2 separate regions of the Triticum aestivum genome follow, and region 2 is linked to region 1. Evidence: chromatin contacts called from public Hi-C data. All regions are on one chromosome and are shown on one strand. The core of a region is the stretch at or near the end of the contact, and the rest is flanking DNA. Distances in the headings are between cores, read along the strand shown. Region 1 holds the start of LOC123121476 (protein TIFY 6b). Region 2 holds the start of LOC123121477 (plant UBX domain-containing protein 2).

The links. A called contact is a pair of places that touch in the nucleus more often than the background predicts.
Region 2: a Hi-C map of leaf shows a contact between it and region 1, with 5 times the contacts expected there. The contact joins the promoter of LOC123121477 here to the promoter of LOC123121476 in region 1. A contact is called at or near these places in 3 of 5 Hi-C or Micro-C datasets (all in leaf) and 1 of 1 datasets of contacts at active chromatin or transcription factors (leaf).

Annotation. Positions count from the first base shown.
Region 1 is chr5D:322,482,269-322,489,365 of IWGSC CS RefSeq v2.1, reverse strand. LOC123121476 (protein TIFY 6b) reads left to right here and starts at 3,490. Exons shown (of 7, transcript XM_044541470.1): 1 at 3,490-3,867; 2 at 4,401-4,561; 3 at 4,653-4,924; 4 at 5,013-5,097; 5 at 5,183-5,546; 6 at 5,656-5,713; 7 at 5,848-6,316. The coding sequence starts at 3,756. The coding sequence ends at 6,052.
Region 2 is chr5D:322,667,701-322,674,988 of IWGSC CS RefSeq v2.1, reverse strand. LOC123121477 (plant UBX domain-containing protein 2) reads left to right here and starts at 3,535. Exons shown (of 3, transcript XM_044541472.1): 1 at 3,535-4,420; 2 at 5,943-6,221; 3 at 6,719-7,249. The coding sequence starts at 3,535. The coding sequence ends at 6,964.

The DNA of each region.
Region 1 (7,097 bases), core at 2,241-4,740:
GGCATGAATAAACATTGCATCTGTGGAGCACCCCACACGCATACATGTGGGTGTGACCCCTCGAATTTTTCAAGATCTCATTATTGATTCCAGAAGAAAACGATGTGGACATGTACATTGTATACCTTTTCCGTAGAGAAATCGGTTATTGTCATTTTCTGGAATAATTTGGCGGTTCCTGCTAGACGTTCCACACATATGCTTTATACCTATCAGGAAGTATCCATCATTGTAGTTTCTTATTGAGCTCATGGAGCAGGAGTACGAGCATGTGAGGACTATAGAAGATCAGATGAGGCTACGGATTCCTGTGGGTCTCTCCGTATAATAATACTCTGTGTGTGTCCAGGAGTTGTTCACAACGTTTTGGCCACCCACGCGCCAACCCGATCTAGTTTGTGCACTGTACCCAGCGCCCGCCTGCGAATAGACAAACAATACAATCTCCAAGCTGATTAATTCCTACAAGCATCTCACAGCGCATCAGCTGGAAACTAAATTAATAAGGGGCGTTCCAGAAGTTCCAATACTTAGCATTATCTTCAACGATATATTCGCAAGTGCGCACGTCCTTAATATTTCTAGCTTCCACATAGCCAAAAACAATTCAAAAGTAGTATTGTACAGGCTGTGGACATGCTAATTAATTAACGAAATATATAATACATATTAATTAAAATCAGCTCCAACCTCAAAAAATAAATAAATTATGAAGTCCACACTGGCAGTACTATATAATATTGGATCACGCTAAGCATTTTGGGATCTCTAGGAATATTGTTTAAGCAGGGTCAATTGCACCCACTGCCCCCCTGCTCCGCATTTAATTTGGCAGCCACATCTCTTTCCACAAGTCGCACAATATGTTTAATCGCGAACCCGTGGATGCAAAACCTGTGGGCGCAAATCCGGTTCGTGGCATGTGGCACATGGCAATGGGATCGTTGCTGAAATTCAAATGATGAGGCGATGCATGGATGGCATGCCTCCTTTTTAATCATGGGGCGCATGATGTGTGTGTATGCATGGGAGCTTAGGCCCAGCGTTTTGCACAGGATATATTTTCCGTCCAGCTAATCGGATTTGATGCCCTCGTTTCGGTACGGTAGTCTGCACCTAGTCTTGTTTATATTGATTCAAGAACTCGACGAATTGTAGCCAACCCATGCACTCGAGTATGAGCTAGCCCCACGCCTAATTTCCTCGAATGTTAGATCCGTGGAAATCCTAGCATATAAGCAGCATTTTCATGTTGATTTAGCGGTCAAACAGAAATTGGTGAAGATCTTTCCTAGTTACATATTTTACCAGATGGTGAATACTTTGAAACTCAGATTTCATATTAAGAATAATATGCACGGATTTGCCGCAAAATCATTTAATAGTAATAATATCATGGGCCATATATGTAGTGAAAGAAACTTACTTTTGACACCACTTTTTCCTAAACAGGACAATACATTTTTTTTTATCACTCCATGTTTAATTAGTGCTATACTTGACAGTTGAGTGGCGGTCAAGATCGAAGAAGAAGACCTGCTTAAAATGTTGAATGGGAGGCGGCTACAAAAGCTTGACAGTTCATCAACTCTAGGATCTAGGGCGCACAGAGAAGAAATCACATGCATCCTGCATGGGAGGATGGGCAAACTTCTTTAACAAAGCTACGCTAAATGCTAAGCTACTATCATTACGGCCTAATGCAATCGGGCGTCGCCACGTAGGGAGACAAACCTGCATCATGTACTGTAATTAAGTACGTAGAGTAGACTATCCCGTTTATACTACAAGTCCTAGACCTACTCAACTGGTGGCCACCTTGTTAAAGTAATCAGCACGATCGATCAGCATGCTAACTGCTCCTCCTAGTACAGTGGCGTGGAGTATAGTAATAATAATAATACTGCTAGCCGGTAGCTCCACATGGTCTGTACCTTATCTCCCTACTATATTAACCAAAGTACTTAATCGTGGGATGCAGATGGGAATCTTGCACAGTGTCTCAGACAAGTTTGACAAGACTGTTTGCGCTTATATATCACTAAACGGTGTTAAGGAAAGTACTCAATCTAGTCATCGTTTTACTTTTCAAGGGCAGTACAGTGTAATTTACCACATAAACTTGGGAGATAAACAAACTTATCTGAAGATACTACCATATGAATTGACAAGAAGACGTGTTTGAACAGGGAACCACAATTCCCCGGCAAAGAAAGACAATACACCCTAATTTGATACTAGTAGTAGTACTGTACTATACTACCTCCATCCCAAAATAGTGTCTCAACTCTAGTATAACTTTGCACTAAAGTTAATACAAAGTTGAGACATTTATTCTGATACGGAGGGAGTACTATTCAAGAGGTCACGCTCCATGGTTCATGTTGATTTGACATTTACTCCAGAGTGGACCACACGCAAAAAAAAAACTCTCGTTCTAAGCAGACATACAAAAACTGTAAAATTGATCAACCAACTGTTGTTGATAAAAAAAAAGTTCACCCGAATGTTGCATAGATAGATTCCTAAAAAATGCTACAAATTCATTTGAAATTCCCCGAAAGGCCCTCAAACTCACCTCGAAAGGCCACGCATGGCCGCCTCCTTTCCGAAAAGACAACGTCACTATCTCTAATCTACTCACCGAACCCTAGAAAACTGTGCTAAACAAATCCTGCAGCCTAAGCAAGTACTCTAGTACTACAAGTCCAGCAGATGACCACATAGAAAAGAAAAAAAAAAGAAAATAAACATGGTGCGCACATGGCACATGGTCATGGCCACAAGACATAAACAAAACCGGCGAAGCACGCCAGCCCCCCACCCCACCCCAACCCCAACCCCGTGGACGCAAATTTTTTAATCATCAGAAGACACACAAAAAAAGGAACATCACGGGATTAGTATTATTATTCTACCCATAAATCCAAAAGTCTACTGTAAGCTCGGGCGCCGGGCCCCCCGCGACGCGCAGCACGTGGTCTTCCCCCGCGACCCACGCGCAGGGAATCCCGCGGGCCCACAGCGTCAGCGACGGCCCGCTCCCCACCTGGTAATTCGGCTCGTGTGACCCAGCCGGGGCTGCACGTGTCGCCACTGCAGCCGCCGCCAGGGCCCCTGTGCGCGGCTACCCGCACCGGGCGGCACTCACCGACGCGCGGGGCAGGGCGGGGGGTTTGACCGGGCTGTCAGTGGCAGTGGGCGGCGCGGGGGCCTCGCGGGGCGGAACGCGCTCGTGCCCGACCACGTGGGCGCGACCGGGCTGTGGCAGGCGGCCGCGGGACCCGCGCGAGAGGAGAGGGCGCCCCGATCCGCTCACCGCGGTGGCCCACCGCCGTGCTCGCCACACCTTTCCCCTCGCTTGATTATCAATCGGTTTTGCTTGTTTATTTATCTTGTTTGTTTGTTTATTTATTTATTTAATTAATCAATCATCTCCCACCCGATCTAACCTCCACGGCCGAAAATAAACAAGCGATTAGCGGCACCACAAGCGCACGCACGCACACCGCCCAGAGGCTAGGCTTGGCCAGGAGTACTGGAGCAGTATACATTCGAGAGAGAGAGGGGAAAGGCAGACGGTCAAGGCTGGGAGAGAGGGAGAGGGAGAGCATCGTCGTCGTCATCATTCGCTCGTTCACAGAGGAGTGAGAGAGTCAGAGGAGGAAGGAAGGTTCAGGGGAGTGAGAAACGAAATCCATTTATTCCCCGTCTATCGGAGGCAAATCCGCGGCCTCCTTTCCCGAGCCGGCTGGATGGAGAGGGACTTCCTGGGCGCCATAGGCCACGAGCAGCTGCAGCAGCAGCAGCAGCAGCAGCAGCGCCAGCGCGCCGCCGCCGAGGACGACGCCACCAGAAAGGAGTCAGGTATGCCCCTCCCCTCCCCTTTCTCGATTTGGGCGAGTTCGGCGTAACGAATCTCGGGATTGACAGCGGAGGCGGCCATGCCCGTAACCGCTCTCACATCGTCGCGCCACCGCCACGACGCCGTGTCTGCCCGCCTGATTCACCTGCTGGCGGTGCCGGGCGGGCTCAATTATTTCTCGCCTTTCTTTCAGTTTCCTCCCCTCCCCATCTTCTCCTATTGTTTTCGGCAAAAGAGAGCGCGTTAGGTATGGGCTGCCGAATTCCTTTCGGCGGCTCCCTTGCCGCGGATGGCGAGGGTTAGCGCCTCGGGGAAGCGACGGTTCTGGTTCCAGGGACGGAGAGACACGCCAAATCTTTCCGGTAGCCGCGCATGTGGCTTTGCTGATTCCGATTAGCCTCCGTCTCGCTGCTGGGATGGGGATGTTTAACGGATCCGTGCCTGTCTCGCCTCATGCGCGTCCGTCCCCCTATATGTACGCCGTCGTCCGAGTCTAACTGAGAATTGTCTCTGTGTCTGTGTCTGCAATCTGCAGCTTACTTTGGGGGAGGAGGAGTGCCGCCCATGGATTGGTCCTTCGCTGGCAGGGCCGGGGCCGCGCCGGCGGTCATGTCCTTCAGGTCGGCGCCGAGGGAGGAGCAGCAGGGCGAGCTCGCGTACCCCAAGCAGCAGGCCTCCCGCGTCCTGACGTCACAGGTAACTGGAGCTGCTGCTGCTCTCGATTTATGCACGGTTCATGTTTTGCCTGCCAGTTTTGTTGATTGATTGCTCTGTCTATGCTGTGCAGAGATCGTTTGGTGCTGAGAGCCATGGCAGCGTGCAGTACGCCGCCGCCGCGCGTGCGGCTTACGGCGGGCAGCCTCCGCAGCAGCAGCATGCTCCTAATGGTGCTAGAGTGATTCCAATGTCGTCGCCGTTCAATCCCAACAATCCCATGTTCAGGGTTCAGAGTTCGCCTAACCTCCCGAATGGCGTTGCTGCTGGTAGCCCGTTTAAACAACCACCTTTTGCGATGAACAACGCGGTGGCTGCTTCTACTGTTGGTGTCTATAAATCAAGGTAGATAATTTGCCCTGTTTGATTTGCTGAAAATACTATCCGTAAAATCCAACTTTAAACTGAACTTTAACTTGTCTTGTATGTTAAGGGACATGCCAAAGCCCAAGACAGCGCAGTTAACTATCTTCTACGCTGGTTCTGTCAATGTATTCAACAACGTCTCGGCAGAAAAGGTACAATTTCTTCCTATTGGTAATACATTTTCATGACATTTTGGGTTTGCTGGCTAAGCTGAAGAATTGTTCCTTGTCATTACAGGCTCAGGAGCTTATGTTCTTGGCTAGCAGAGGATCTCTTCCAACTGCACCCACTACTGTTACTCGCAGCCCAGATGCAACCTTTTTCACTCCCGCTAAACTCGCAGCACCTGAGGCTTCACCTGCAAAGCAGATGCTAGCTCACATACCACAGCGTGTTTCACCTCCTTTGCCGGCCATTTCCAAACCGATGTCCATCATGTCTCAAGCTGCATGTCTCCCCAAGAGCACATCTAGCTCCAACACCGATTCCGCAGTGCCAAAATCTTCAGGCCAGTTGGTTGTGCCTCCCACAAGTCAGACCTCGTCGTCGACTCATCCTGTGACACTATCGTCCACCACTGCTGCAAGTATTATGCCAAGAGGTATGGATGCTTACGCGTGCATCTTGTGCTGTTTGATGTTGTTTAGTGGAGTATATCTGTTGAATTGATACGCTGGATGATGTATTGATGTCGTTATTTTTCATTTCAGCTGTTCCTCAAGCACGTAAGGCATCCCTTGCCCGATTCTTGGAGAAAAGGAAAGAAAGGTACTACAACCTTAGAATTTAGTCTTTACTATCCGAGTGTTGCAGAACATTTACCAGTGAACCTAGCTACATACCATAGCCTGTATTTGTGATCATAGGCTGATATTCATCATGTCTTCGTGCTTATTTTGCAGAGTGACGACTACGGCGCCATATCCATCAGCCAAGAGCCCGATGGAGAGCAGCGACACGGTCGGAAGCGCCAACGACAACAACAGCAAGTCCTCGTCGTGCACGGAGATCGCCTTCTCAAGCAACCATGAAGAGTCGCTGCGCCTAGGCCGGCCCAGGAACATCAGCTTTAGTGGGGAGTCCCCGAGTACAAAACTACACATCTGATCCGATATGATCTTCCGGTGTCCATAGATTCAACCATGATGGCTGATGCAAAACCGTAATAAGAAGATTTTGCATCCAGGCAGGCAGGAGGAGGGAAGGGATATTGGGAAAGGCAGGCAGCATGATATATGTTATGGATGATGCTCTTATTCTTGTTTATGATGTGTTCTATTTTGGTTAGCTCGCAACCTGTAATGCTGGTCTAGCTGGTGCAACACCCCACCTAACTAACAAGGGAGCTGTCGCTTGCAGACTCTTGATTGTTATTTTTTGTTTTGCCCCTGCGCCCATTGTATTGCAGAAGAAAGAAACATGTTAATTTAGCAGTATGAAATTATAGGCTTACAAATTTCCACCATCGGTTGCAAAGCTCTCTTGGTTCTTGTTCTTCTGTTTTTACCAACTTCTACGGAAGCTTCATGATGTTGCATGCTTGAGCTCTTGCGGGCGCTCTGGTCTACCACATCGCTGATCACATTTGTGCACAATAGCGCTGTGGGAATATCCAATTGTAGATCTGTCTAGGTCAGCACTGAATTCAGATAACCACCCTGGGCCAGCCACTACCGGCATCCATAATTTAAGTGGTTTTGCTTGAAACTGTGGATGCCAGATGGTACTCGAATGGATGTACTGTATGTTCTATCTTTTTTTTTATTTCCTTTTTAGAAGAATCTTTCTTTATTTCCTTTTTATTTTATTCTCCGTTGGTTGTTTTATTTCTGCAACCTCCCAGATGAACACCGATAGCTTCATGGGCTTACTTTGACCGTACAGTACGTACATTTTGTTGTGAATTCCAAGAAAGATGCCCCCAAATTGCTTGTACTACTAGTGATTCTTGCTTTGGGTTTCCTGATATTTTCCCAGCTGAGCTCACAGGTTGAGAAAATGGCCCTTTTAACGTGCAGTTCCTTTTTTGGTCGAGCACTTTAAAAGGCTCTCACTCGTCGAGGGTAAGTGTGAGAATATAGGTTATCTCAGTGTCGGTGCTAATTTACTCCCCAGCTCAGATGCACCCGCCATAAACAGTACAAGAAAAAAA
Region 2 (7,288 bases), core at 2,286-4,785, 190 kb before region 1:
TCTATAGAAAAATATAACAACATCAACAACATCAAATTGGTTTAGTTAGATTCATTATGACATAAGTTTTCATACTATACATAGTTGATGTTGTATATGTCAGCATATTTTCTATAGACTTGGTCAAGCCTAAAGATATTTGCCCCATGATAAACTTCTTCAAGTATTTTAAAGAGGAGGAAGTACTACATGAAATATTGTTCAAGCTAAACAATACTCAATTCCAACACAATATTAGTATGTAATTAAGAACACATCCTTCGAGTGATATACTACCTCTGTTCAGTAATGTAGGATGTTGGCAGTTTAGGGTGTATCAAATAACATAACTAAGGACTAAGTGGCGAAATATAGGGGGAGTTCAAATAGTAGACCAAGTTACCTTCACCGTGACAGAAGCGAGCTCGAGGTTTTTCTTTCGACTAGCACATCCATATAGCTTAGTTTGATGGCCCACAACGCTAAACATTTTGTTATTGCCAAACTTCAATAGCAGTAGTACTCATCGTGACATCAAGCAATATATCTTCTGATGCCACGTGACTGATTAACAGTACCATGAGCCCAGGAAGCAAAATTTCTGCCACGTTCCAATAGTGGACTAAGTCACCTTCACCGAGATGTTTGCAAGCTCATGCTTTATCTGCCGACTAGAACATCCATGTGGCTTAACTTTAAAAGAAGGACGAAGTTCAACACCAGTGTTACCTAACTTGAACTTCAATATCATCACGTCACTTAACGAGATAGCAAGCACAAACCTTCTAAAGCCACACAACTGATCAACGGTGCCATGGAAAAGTTGAATCTCTTCATAGGCCTCCCAAACATAGACAATAGACCGCAGAGATAAACCAAAGCCACGATGCATTTCTGATACGGCAACCTCTATCGTTGCCTCCACAACATACTCAACACAGGCTAACGATATTTCAACGACACCACAGTCGCCATTAATGCGATGTATGACTGGTTTCCATGGTCTGTAGAGGTTACAATTTATCGCCCCATCTATCAACCGTGGATCATCTTCCTCTTTCCCTCCATTCTCGATCCTCATATCGAACTCGATTAATACAGGGTAAACCATTTCAATGCCTCCCTTAGGGCCAATCATTTGGATGAGAGAACCCCTATGTGCGATTATGGGGTCATCCCTGTTGCGAATCAAAACATAGTTAACCATGCAATCCCCATCATTCTGCGTTGCTATGTACCCATACAATTGAATGAGGTTGTTGTTGATGGAACACTCAACCAACCTCAATGAGAAACATTGCAACATGTTTCTTCCAAAATTCGAACGTTCAGTTGCCTTGGAGAACATCACCGGCTCCAACAGAGTCTCGCTGCGGTCTTCGATATCCCAATCTTCCTCCAAACCCCTATGCGCGTATATGACGCCATCATGGTGGGTGCTATCTGAGATGATACACGGGAAATATACATTTGTGACCTCATTTGCTAACTTCTTTGCATTGGTTACCTTCTTCCTCATGTTTACAATCTGGGCATTTGGTACCACTAGCGTAAGGGACGGGTGTGCACGAGTATAACTTACCCTATTTCTCATTGTTGCTACAAGTTGTGTAGAGAAATCGGAAAAGACGATCTATATGTCGACTGGATTGGGTTGATGTAGACAAATTGAGTGAAGCATCTTCCTGCGCAAGCGCTGGAGGCCGAGCGGCGCCTACTCTGCTGACGCTTGGGTTGCGCATTAGAGGCCACCAGCGAGACGGAGCAGAGCCGACTCTGCCCACACTATGGCGGCGGCAGAGACTGATAATCGATTGCAAGAGCCCTTGCATCTCCTGTTCTCCACTCCCTCTAGTCCTCACAGAATTGCCTGAAGATTGGAGGCAGCTATTTTTTTTGGAGGGAATGGAGGCGGCTGTTAACCCTGAATCCTGACGTCTTGTTTCTTTTAAGGGAGAGTCCTAACGCCTTGTTCGACGGCAAACCTATTCGGCGCGTTACAAGCGTTTTCGCAAACGAGCGCCTACAACGTCCGTGCTGGGCCGACCTGTCTAACTTTGCTTTCTCTGTTTTTCAAAGAGAAAAAAAAACTATGGCGTGCGCACTGGCAACTCAAACCGGAGACCTTCCGCTTCGAGCTAGGTTGCACTAACCACCGTGCCACCAATCTTCACGTGTCCACTTCCATCTCTTTTCTACTACTTTCTTCTTCTTTTTCATTTCCCTTTTTTTTCTTTTTTTCTCTGTTCGATGAGCTGTTTTCAAATTCGTGAATTTTTCTTCAAAATTTATGTATTTTTTTCAAATTCAATGAACTATTTTTCAAATTTGATGAACTTTCCTTCAAATTTTGTGAACTTTTTTAAAAATCAATGAACTTTTTTTTGAGTTCGATGAACTTTTTGTCAAATTCGATGAACTTGTTTTCATATTTGATGAACTCTTTTCAAAATCGATGATTTTTTTTTCAAAATCGATGATCTTTTTTTGTCAAATTCGACGAACTTTTTTTTTTCATATTCATGAACGTTTTCTTGAATACATGAACTTCTTTTGATTTTGTGAACTTTTTTTGAATAGACGAACTTTTTGTACGTGTTTGTGAACTTTTTTTGAAATCTGAGAACTTTCAAATGTTGTTGACGCTTTTCCAAAAAAAAAAACCACGTTTTCACAAACTGTATTGAAGAAATTCAAAAATCTAAACTATAAAGTAAACCGTACAGTATTCTGTGCAATAAATACCGCGGTTGCAATCGTTCTTATTTCAATCACTAGCGCTAAGCAGGTCTGGTGGTTAGCCTGACACATACTCCCTTCGTCCCAAAAATAAGTGTCTTATCTTAATATAATTTTATATTAAAGTTAGTAAAAAGTTAAGACGCTTATTTTAAGACGGAGAGGATAGTATATTAGTGTAACTGCTGTGAGCGCCAGTTTCCATTCGCTGAAGGCGCTGCATAGGAGCACCAGCTGCCATTTCCCCACTGCATGGGTGCCCACGAGTATAGCTGCCCCGATGGGCCATGGTGGCTGGCCCTCTGCACGAAGTGATCGTTACTTGCTTGCCTTTGCGGCCCGGCCCACTCGACGAAGATGCCTTGGCGGCGAAGTACCATACCTTTCCCGGAGGCAAATTTGACAATTTTGACCTCGGAACGAAATCATTTCACAGAATAAATTGATTGCGAAACTATTTCACTCCCCTGACCCTTTTGTGTAGCGCCCGCCACGCCGGCGTCACACCCTACTGTACAACGCCTCACAGATAGGCGCTACACGGCCAGCGTCGCACCCATATGTGCCCAAGTCAGCGTGTAGCGCCTGAGAGCGAGGCGCCACACTACACAGTGTAGCGCCTGGCTCTTGGGCGTTGCACTAGTGCAGCGCCTAGCTCCTGGGCGTTGCACTAGTGCAGCGCCTGAGAGTTAGGCGTCAAGGATCAGCCGCGTGAAATAGTTTTACGAACAGTTCATTTTGTGATTTAATTTCGACTATAGGTCCCAGCTGGATCTCCACCCCCGTAGCTCTTCCTTGTTTATCAATTTGCCCCCGTCGCGTTGCTTCCTCCCCTCGAACGAACCCCGCGGAGGCAACCACCACCAAGTCTACTCCCCGTCCACGCCAATCCCCCACCTCCTCCGCCGCCTGCACCTCGTCGTCGCCGGCCTCCATGATGAAGGACAAGATGAAGGATCTCATGAAGAAGGTCACCTCCTCCTCCGCCCCGTCCTTCAAGGGCCCCTCCCACGTCCTCGGCTCCGGCCCTCCCCCCTCCGCCTCCACCTCCTCCTCCCGCCCCTCAAACCCTAACCCTAACCCCAACCCCAGGTCCGTCCCCAAGCAGCAGCCCCCGCGCCCGGCCGGCCCCTCCGAATTCACCCCCTTCACCGCCGTCATCTCCTCCTCCTCCTCCCGCCGCCCAGATGCCAACGGCGGCGACACCGTCGCGTGCCCCAACTGCGGCGACGCCTTCTCCTCCGAGCACGCCGTCTCGGAGCACCTCGACGGCTGCCTCGCGTCGGCCGGCGGCGCCCGCGCCCGCGCGGCCGCGTACCTTGCCGGCAACCCACCCCCCGCGGCCGTCGAGGTCGTGAAGAAGCTTCTCGGCAACCTGCTCAAGGAGCCCGGCAACGACAAGTACAGGAGGGTCAGGCTCGGTAACCCGAGGATCAAGGAGGCCGTGGCGGACAGGGAGGGCGGGCTCGAGCTCCTCGAGGCGGTCGGGTTCACGATCGGGGATGAGGGCGGGGAGCTCTTTGCCGTGATGGACGAGACTCCTGCCGAAGCGAGACTTAGCGGGATCAGGCAGGCTGTGCTCCTGCTTGAGAGGTCCCATCCTTCGGCACCGCTACCGACGCTGGCCGGGTCTGAGTCCAAAGAGAGCTGCCGCAGCGGAGTCGATGAGCAAAAGGAGGTTAACAAGATTGTTGATCGTCAGGTGAGCAGGCGTCTAATTCTATATACTCCATCAATTGGTTATGTGAATGATCATATTTTGGTCAATGAATTGTACTGCATGGATGGTTTGGTTTGTCCACACTGTGATATTCTGTGTATACTCATGCCGCGTCTTTACTCGTGAGAAATAGATTTTGTTTGAACTTAGTGATGAGTAAAAATGACTGAATATTGATGTTCTTACACCAATAGATCATAAAAATGTGGTGCCATTTCTGTGAGGTCAGTGCATAAATTCTGCGGTCATGTTCATATATAGGTATGTCTTAACAATGTGGTACCATTTCCATGAGATGCTGTGGAATTCCACAGAACTTGCACAGTCTATATTACTCCATATGTTGGAGGTCAGAATGTAGCAAACTAAGTAGTATGTAAAATGTGATACTTCCTTTTGCTGTACACTTCATTCATGTTTGAGTTTTGGCCCGCCTTTTATATTGTCGTACACTTCTGCATTCATGTTGAGTTTTGGCCTGTCTTTTGTATTGTTGTACACAGTACACTTTGGCATTCATGTTTAAGATTTGGCCTGTCTTTTGTATACCTGAGGGCAGGCCTGGCGCAGTGGTGAAGTCCTCCCCACTTGTGCCAAGAGGTCCTGGGTTCGAACCAGCCTCTCTGCATTGCACTTTGCAGGGGTAAGACTAGGTTCCTATAATCCCTCCCCAGACCCCACCTTGTGTGGGAGCTTCTATGCACTGGGTCTGTCCTGTCTTTTGTATACCTACGATATTTAGTTCATACATAAATTAAGTTATTTCTATGTTCTGAACATTGTAGCGTTTTGTCAATGTTGTTACTTTTTGCTACGAAGTATGTGGAATGGTATCTTTATGATGTTCCTGTTTGAGATAACACTACATGTTGTCTCTATCGTGTAAGACATGCTACAAAAAAATGCATTTTATACAGTTGTCCAATGATAAAATGTATATTTCAAAAATTGTAGAGCAATTAGTTCTAATGAATATTGGAACTTGGTCCTGATTATATATCAGATGCAGATATTCGGATTTTGTTTTTGAATGTGAACTTACTTGCGGGGATGGACGTATCACGTATGGGTTCAGGTAAAACTGTTGCAACTTCTGATTGAAGAAGCTAAATTGACATGTCACAGCTCCCAGCCTGTACTACCAATAAGATGCATATCATGGTATTGGGATATATCAGTGTCTGATATATATGTGCATAAGTTGGCGGGGATATATCAGCATCTGATATAATATATGTGCATCAGTTGGCAGACATATCAGATCCTCAAACTGTGTTTCACCACTTGTTTTATTTTATTTTTCCTCAACATGTTGAATTTAGTAATTACTGTAAGAATATTTCTTGTCAAACCTGAAATTTAGCATATATACGACTATATGTGCTCTGATGCCTCCTTTTTCTGTTATGTTGTGCAATTGATTGTCCATTTTGCAGTTTGCTGTTGATCCCATTTATATCTCCTTAGAAATGTAATTTATTGAACTTCCATGATAACTTCACAGATTCGGGTATTCTTCAATGTCCGTGGAAGTTCTGTTGCAGAAATTGATACACCGGATTCTTTCTACAAACTTAGTGGTGAGGAGGTAAGGAATGAGGCAAAGATGAGGAGGGAAAGGCTGGAACAATCTCGGTTGCTAATTCCAAAGTCATATAAGGAGAAGCAGGCACTGGCTGCTCGACAGAAGTACAAACAAGCTGTCATCCGAGTTCAGTTTCCTGATGGAGTAATTCTCCAGGGTGTATTCCTTCCAGCGGAGGCTACTGGTTCACTATATGAGGTACTTCTGCCCTCTATGCTTGTTCGTCCATATGATTTTGTCCCATTGAGTATCATCTGTATATCCCGCAATCCAGAATGCGATGGTGAATCTTTTAGTATTTGATTCCACTCTAGGACTTGTACACTTGTCATATACACCATGTATTTTGTGCTACTGATTATTTGTCGATTGGCTTGAACACTTCCAAGTGTAATTCTGGAGTTTGTGAGTTTGGCTTATGGGCCACTGGCGAAGCTGTAAATAACAGTCTTTATGTATGTGGAAGGCATGAAGTTGTTCCCATGCCTATGTTGTTACCTGGGCTATCCAATGTTATTTTACTCCCTCCGATTCTTAATTCTTGTCGTGGTTTTAGTTCAAATTTGAACTAAAACCGTGACAAGAATTATGGAACGAAGGAAGTAGTGTTTAAAGCTATATTCTCCTAGCAGTGCGTATTCATTTCATTACTGGTTTTGTAGCATTTTGGTTATCTGCTGCTTTCCCTGATGCAGTTTGTCGCGGACGCTTTGAAGCAGCCAGGTTTGGAATTCGATCTTATCTGCCCAGCTGTTCCTAGGTCACGTGTGCTACCGCATTCTCCAAATACAGGAGAGCGGGCACGCACGTTGCAAGATGAAGGCCTGGTACCTTCTGCTCTCCTCAAATTCAAGCCCAATGAGACTGATTCTGTTGTGTTCACCGGCTTGCTTGACAAGCTTCTGGAGGCTAGTGAACCATTTACAGCTGCATCCTCTTGATTGTTGGAGTTCGGGCCCACATTCTCCCCTCAAATCTTCTGTTACATTGGACTTCATACTGTTGTAACTCAGTCACAGGGATATGTCATCTGCATACTCGATAGGTTGATTGATAGTCTGGTACATAGATTGCTTGGCGATTGCCATACTTTACATGGTAAAACCCAATAATTCATCAGTCGCACCGTCAACTGTACCTGAGCGATGAGTGAGCTATACAATGTGTAGTATACATTAACTTCCCTTGATTTTGCATTTGATACTAATACTATCGTTAATTCAGTATCCCCTCTATCGTTAGGTTTATACAGTTTGTTGGCTTGG